Linked DNA regions of Mus musculus: region 1 is linked to region 2. Evidence: chromatin contacts called from public HiChIP or PLAC-seq data. All regions are on one chromosome and are shown on one strand. The core of a region is the stretch at or near the end of the contact, and the rest is flanking DNA. Distances in the headings are between cores, read along the strand shown.

Evidence for each region. HiChIP or PLAC-seq counts read pairs in DNA pulled down with a chosen protein or histone mark.
Region 1: a contact with region 2 is called in an H3K27ac HiChIP or PLAC-seq map of the HPC-7 cell line, with 7 times the contacts expected there. The contact joins the enhancer-like site here to the promoter of Ptafr in region 2. A contact is called at or near these places in 13 of 39 promoter capture datasets (HPC-7-derived erythroid cells, the SN4741 cell line, embryonic stem cells and 8 more), 1 of 15 datasets of contacts at CTCF or cohesin (CD8 T cells), 6 of 484 Hi-C or Micro-C datasets (the HPC-5 cell line, bone marrow-derived macrophages, embryonic fibroblasts and 2 more), 8 of 115 datasets of contacts at active chromatin or transcription factors (the HPC-7 cell line, bone marrow-derived macrophages, embryonic stem cells and 2 more) and 4 of 9 other capture datasets (adipose tissue, embryonic stem cells, liver and 1 more).

The regions. Positions count from the first base shown.
Region 1 is chr4:132,651,168-132,654,410 of GRCm38.p6, reverse strand. All of the region lies in intron 1 of Eya3 (EYA transcriptional coactivator and phosphatase 3), which reads right to left. Among named protein-coding and RNA genes, the nearest start is that of Eya3, 14 kb to the right of the region's middle. Within about 2 kb of position 1,365, at least 99 of the 459 cell types and tissues checked have an H3K27ac peak or open chromatin away from gene starts, as enhancers often do. A contact at or near this core is called in the HPC-7 cell line, the SN4741 cell line, adipose tissue and 4 more, where this site is marked.
Region 2 is chr4:132,562,577-132,565,420 of GRCm38.p6, reverse strand. It overlaps Ptafr (platelet-activating factor receptor), which reads right to left and starts at 1,354. Exons shown (of 2, transcript NM_001081211.2): 1 at 1,147-1,354.

The DNA of each region.
Region 1 (3,243 bases), core at 116-2,615, 89 kb before region 2:
CACCAAAACCAAATCAAATCAGAGTAGCTTACAAAGAAACAACGCTGTTCATTTCAGAACCTCCTCAATCCTGGCGAGTGTATTGGGGACACTTGCCAATTCATACTCTAACACATCTGTGAATAGATATGTGAATAGCCATCAATTATATTATACCTAAGTACTATTGCTATCAATAGAGAATTCTTCCTTCTAATAATTTTTAAGTTGAAATATAAGTCTGCTAATAGAAAGATTCAAGTATTTTTTACATTTTCAGCATTTTTTTTAATGTGCTACAACTTGTATTCTTTTCTTTTTTTCCTTTTCTTTCTTGTGATTCTAGAGAGCAAAGCAAGGGCCTCACACAGACTAAGTACTCTACAGTCTACCACTGAGCATATAACAGCTCAGCCATAAAGCTTCTAACATTACGTCACCCCAACTTTTTTTTTAATTGACACAGGCTACATAATAGAAAGTCACACTCACTAGCAACCGAGGAAGCTGTATAACATAAACACAATTCTTGTTTCCACTCTGAGTAACGAGAGTACAGAATTGTTGCAAACATCTTAGAATTCTTATTCCCATGGATTAGTTGTAGTTTGTACATATTTTTACCATTAGTGAAACCTGACAATATTCTGTGGTAAGATGCAGATTTAAAAACACCAAATAATAACAGCTATGATACAGAAGTGAAAAGATTTCAGTGCTATGAAAATGAGCATAGTAAGAATGCAGTTACTAGCTGATGAAGTTACAAACATGCTGGGTTAGTCTTTTAGTTTAAATACCTTTCAAGCACTTGAGCAATAAAGTCTCAATAACTTCCAAGTTTCCGTTCTCACTCCTAGTTTCTAAATACACTTGCTTTATCATCTTGTCTGAAGATGAGAACTCGTTAGTATTCATATGCCTTCATGGAAATATGAACATAAGTAACATATGGGTTTAATGGGTTATATTTAGGATATATATGTACATACAAATATACATGCATGTAATAGCAATTAATGAAAAAAGAAGCTATAACTTTGAAGAAGAGGAGAGAGGGAAATACAGGAAGGTTTGGGAGAAATGTGAAATTAAACTGCAATCTCAAAAAAATATATCAAGAAGAAAAATAGTATTTCCTAAGAGTTCACATTTCTCTACACTGTCAATGAAAAAGCTAAAAACTGGTTTGATTCAAAGAAGCTGACAGTTCTGTTCTTCTGACAGTTCTGTTCTTTTGTCAACTTTTTCAGGAGGTTGGGGGGGGGGGGCGGAGAGCCCTCACAATGTTGCCCAGGCTTGCCAAGAAATCCTGCTCTCAAGTGACAGCTCTCTGCTGAGTCACCTCTCCCGTGCCAACATCATTTCCTCTGTTTATTCTGCAGGGACACTGGGTTTGTGCGGTGCACATGTGGAGCTCAGAGGACAGCCGCAGCAGTCAGCCCTCTCCTTCCACCATGTGGGTTCTGGGGATTCCATTCAGGCCACCAGGCTTGGCAACAGTGCTGTTACCAGCTGAGCCATGAGTCCTGGAACACCCAACTTTAGAATACTATTGTAGTTTCATATGGTCATAAACAAAGCCAAATCTTTGTATAATAGCACAACTACTTTTATTTTCATGGCTAAGAAGTTAGAAAGTAGATAATTAGTAATAAATACTTTATACTTCAAATTTCTAGATTCCTACTTCATAATCTTTCTTTTGTAGCTGAATCAAAGCATTATTTATCTTGTGATCCCTATGGTCCTAAGAACTTAGTCTATTTCAATGTGCTATGCTACTGCAGAAAGGGGAATTAAGTATATATTTATATATACTGTGCCTATGTAAAAGTATGTATGCATCACTCTTGATTACAACTTCAAGAGACGTGTATAAATAATGCAAGATACCTGAGTATATTATATACAGCAAAGGAATTTACAGGCAGTTAGGTGGGCACAGAAGTATTCAAAGATTAACACAGTTCCTTTTTTTTCCAGGACAGGTTTCTCTGTGAATATCTGGCCATCCTAACGTGCTCTTACCAGTGACTAACAGTGGGTGATGCAAAGGAGGAATCTGGATTTTATACATTAGCTTTCAAATAAGTAAATAAAGGCTTGTTCCAATACTTATATATTTCTTCCTGAAAATTAGACAAAAAAATGGCAATAATAACGATTGTGAGGAAGAATGGAGGCTGTAAAAACTGAACATCTCAGCACCAGCTAGAGATAGAGAGGACAAGGGCAGGGTGAGAGAGCGAGTGCATTCCTTTCACCGCCTCACTCAGCTCTCGCTCTATCCTAAGACACAGGCAGCATCTTGGAGTCACCAGATTTAAACAACCTGCCAAAGACCAACTGAATGATGTTACTGTAGGTTAAAGTAGAAATCCGCTATAAAGACCAAGAGGATAGTGATAATGGCTGCACATGATTAAAATACTTGGTATGTCCATTCTCTCTCTCTCTCTCTCTCTCTCTCTCTCTCTCTCTCTCTCTCTCACACACACACACACACACATACACACACACACACACACACACACACACACACACACACAGAGCAGACTAGAAAGACAAACTTATGATCAAACCTAAAAAGTATTTACAATATGAAATAAACAGCTGGGTGCTGTGAAACACAGCTTTAATCCCAGCAATGGGGATGCAGCTAGCTATGAGGCTAGCCTGGTCTATATAGTGAGTTCCACACCAGTCAGAGCTACAGAGACAAACTAGTGTGTGAAACAGTGAGAAGAGCTGATTATCAGTGCGTAGAGAACATTCACCTCACGTGCTATCATTAATTACAAATACATGAAGAACCAAGCTTTCAAAACTTTGAGAGGAAAAACAGAGTTCCACAGTATTCCACCTTTATCCATAAAGAGAGAAATTTATGAGCAACGGAAGAAAACAGAAGAGAGAGATTAACAAATCCTGTTGTATAAAATAAACTGTCTTAAAAATAAAAAACCCTAAAAGTTACCTGGGTTAAGAAGATAAATCAGAGCTCGGAGTGACGGCGCACACCTTTAGTCCCAGTACTCAGGAGGCAGAGGCAGGTAGATCTCTGAGTTTGAGGCCAGCCTGGTCTACAGAGATTCAAGGTAGCCAGGGCTACACTGAGAAACTGTCTCAAAAGACTTAACAAGACAAATCAAAACAAACAAAAAAGAAAGACAAACCCCATTCAGATCCAGGTATAAAGTGGACACCAGACCAAGCTCTCAGCACAGAGGAGAATTATCTGCCCCAGAAGGACAAATAGCA
Region 2 (2,844 bases), core at 105-2,604:
TGGTTTGTCGGCATCACCCCAAGACTTCCTGCAAGGGAGAGATAGCCAGTACCACACTGGCCTTTGTCCCCAACACCTGAGATTTAACGTGGCAACCTTTTGTGGACCTTTGTACCAGCCACCCAGTTATCAACATCCTCTGCAGTGGGTGTGGTCCCGGGGACCTAGCTCCATCCCAGACACTTTAGCTCAGCCTCCCAGGAAAGTCTGCTGGGGAGATGACATTGATTATACACAGAGAAGGTGTATAACTTCTCCAAAGTCACACAGCTAATAAAGCAAATGGAGGTCTGCTCACAGACCTCTAAGCCCTTGCCTCCCGTCCTCACCATCGCCTCCCAGAAGTTAAGGCTAAGATGGCTCCATCTCACTCTCAGAAAAGAGGGGTTCCCTTGGAGTGTCCCAGCACCTGATCACAGGCCAGAAATACCTACCACTCAGAAGGCTGAGAGAGGGTTAAGGACTAAGACTAGAGGATGGAGAGATGGCACAGGGATTAAGCGCCCTGGACACTCTTGGAAAGGACCCAGGTTTTGTTCCCAGCATCCACACAGTGGCTCACAATCATCTCCGAACTCCAGTTCCAGAGATCTGACCCCCTCTTCTGAACCCCAAGGCGCCAGGCATGCACACAGTGAGCATTCGTACTTGTATACACATACAATAATCCAAGGTTGCCTGTGCTACACAGTGAGTTCAAAGCCAACCTCGGCAGTGTGTAAGACCTCGATGTAAAATAAAAGTCAGGGATGGTGAGATAGCTCAGTAGGTAGAGGCATCTGCTGCTAAGCCCGAGAAGTGAAGCCAATCCCCAGGCCCCACATGGAAGAAGGAGAGAACAGACCGTCACAAGCTGCCCTTTGACCCACACATGTGCACCGTGACACATACATATACACACAATAAGCAAATAAAACGTAAAACAAGGGCTAGTGGCCAAGCATGTGTGTAGCCCTGGCTTTGGCCTGTCGCACAGCCATAAAGCTCTTCTTGAATATTAAGCCTGGCCTGAGAAAGATGCCAGATGGTTCTTTTAAAATCCAGCCACCCATCTACCTTAGTATGACCTGGAGGCATGACTCTGGCCTCCTGAGGAGACCTGTGTAGGGTTCTCCTTTGCCCAGCCAGGGCTGGGACCCTCCTTACCTGTAGGAGGAGCTCAGCCGTAGGCTCTGCTCCCTCCTGGTCCAAGCCTCAGCTCGAGCCTCTGTGTTGTGGCCTGGCAATTGCAGAAGTGAGGAAACAGAGCAAAGCACTGCCAAGTCACCCCTGGGAGGAAACACAGTGACCCAGGGCCCCTCCACCAGATGCCACAGGAACCTCCACACGGACTGAGCCAGCCAGACTCAGTACTGCAGAGGTTTCCTGCAGAGCAAGCAAAGGACAGAGAGGGTGTCAGACAGGGGGTGTGGAAAGGGGCGGGGTGGGGGAGGAGAGGGAGACACACAGAGACACAGAGAGACACACAGAGAGAACCAAAAGAAGCAACAAACAGTTGGCACGAGGAGAGGGAAAGAGAGTCAGAAAGGAGGGGAGAAGGCGAGAGGGGTAGAGGGAGGGAGAACGGCTGATGTAAACAGGAGCGCATGGGAGGAATGAGAGAATACAGAGAGGAGATTCAGGGAGGGACAAGGGAAAGGATGGATGACAGACAGAGAGCAGTCTGCACCGGAGACTGCCCAAGAGCTTGTGTGAATGAACACACCAGCGCATATACCTCTGTAGGGGAGAGAGAGGTGGGGGAGGGAGAAGCCACTAGATGAGGAGAGGGAGCTGGAAGCATAGCTTTGGTCATTAAGACTGGGCAGGGAATCCCTGGTGAGCAAGAAGAACTGGGCCCAAGAAACCCCTGGGAGCCCAGAACCACAGGGCTGGAGGAAGGAGGAAATTTCTCAAGCCCTTGAGCTAGAGTTCAGCTGCAAGTGAGTTCCCGGTAGGAAGAGAGGGTGAAGAGGTGTGGGCAGCTGGGGTAGAAGCCAAGTGAATTTGGTGTGAGAGCATGAGTCAGGTGAGGACTTCCATGTACGCAAATGAGAGAACCCCTTGTTTTGGTTTCCTTCTGCATAGCACTCAGGAGGTCAGCCAGGCTCCATGATAGACGCTGTCTATGGATAGCAGACCCCTCAGGTATCAGCTGACCCAAAGCCCCCTCCTAAACATCAAGGAAAAATGAAGCCGAAAGAGAGGAAAGTCTGTCTTATGGTGAGACATGGCGCCAAGTCTGTCTTGGAGAGCCAAGAAGGCAGGGATTCTGACTCCCCACCCAGTGCCTAGCCTCAGGTCCTGAGTAGCCAAGCTAGCCCCTTGCTGCTGGTCAGATGCCACCGGTGTTCCTTGTCAATGCTAAAATGGTTCCTTACAGGTCAGAGCATCATTAACATGAGCTTCAGCTCCGAAGAACTAAAACAACCGGGTGTGTGGCTCACATGTATAATCCCAGCCCTTAGAAGGCAGAGACCGGGAGTTCAAAGTCATTCGTGGCTACACACTGAATTCAAAGCTAGCGTGGGCTACATAAAATGCTATACAAGAGGAAGAGGTGAGAAGAGGAGGAGGAAAAGAGGGAGACGGCTCATTTGGTAAGTGTGTCTATGACTTGAGTTCAATCAGGGGCCGGGGATGGGGGGATGGGGGAGTCAGAGGTGGTCGTGCATGCCTATCATCTAGCAATGGAGAAGCAGTATGGAGGCTCCCTAGGGCTTGCTGGCCAGCCAGTCTAGCCAAATCACAAACTTCAGGTTCAGTGAGAGATGCTGTCTCAGAAACTAAAGTGACTGTATGTTGGCTATATGGCTCAGAGGGTAAAGGTGCTTGCTGCATAGCCTAATGACCTGACTTCAATCC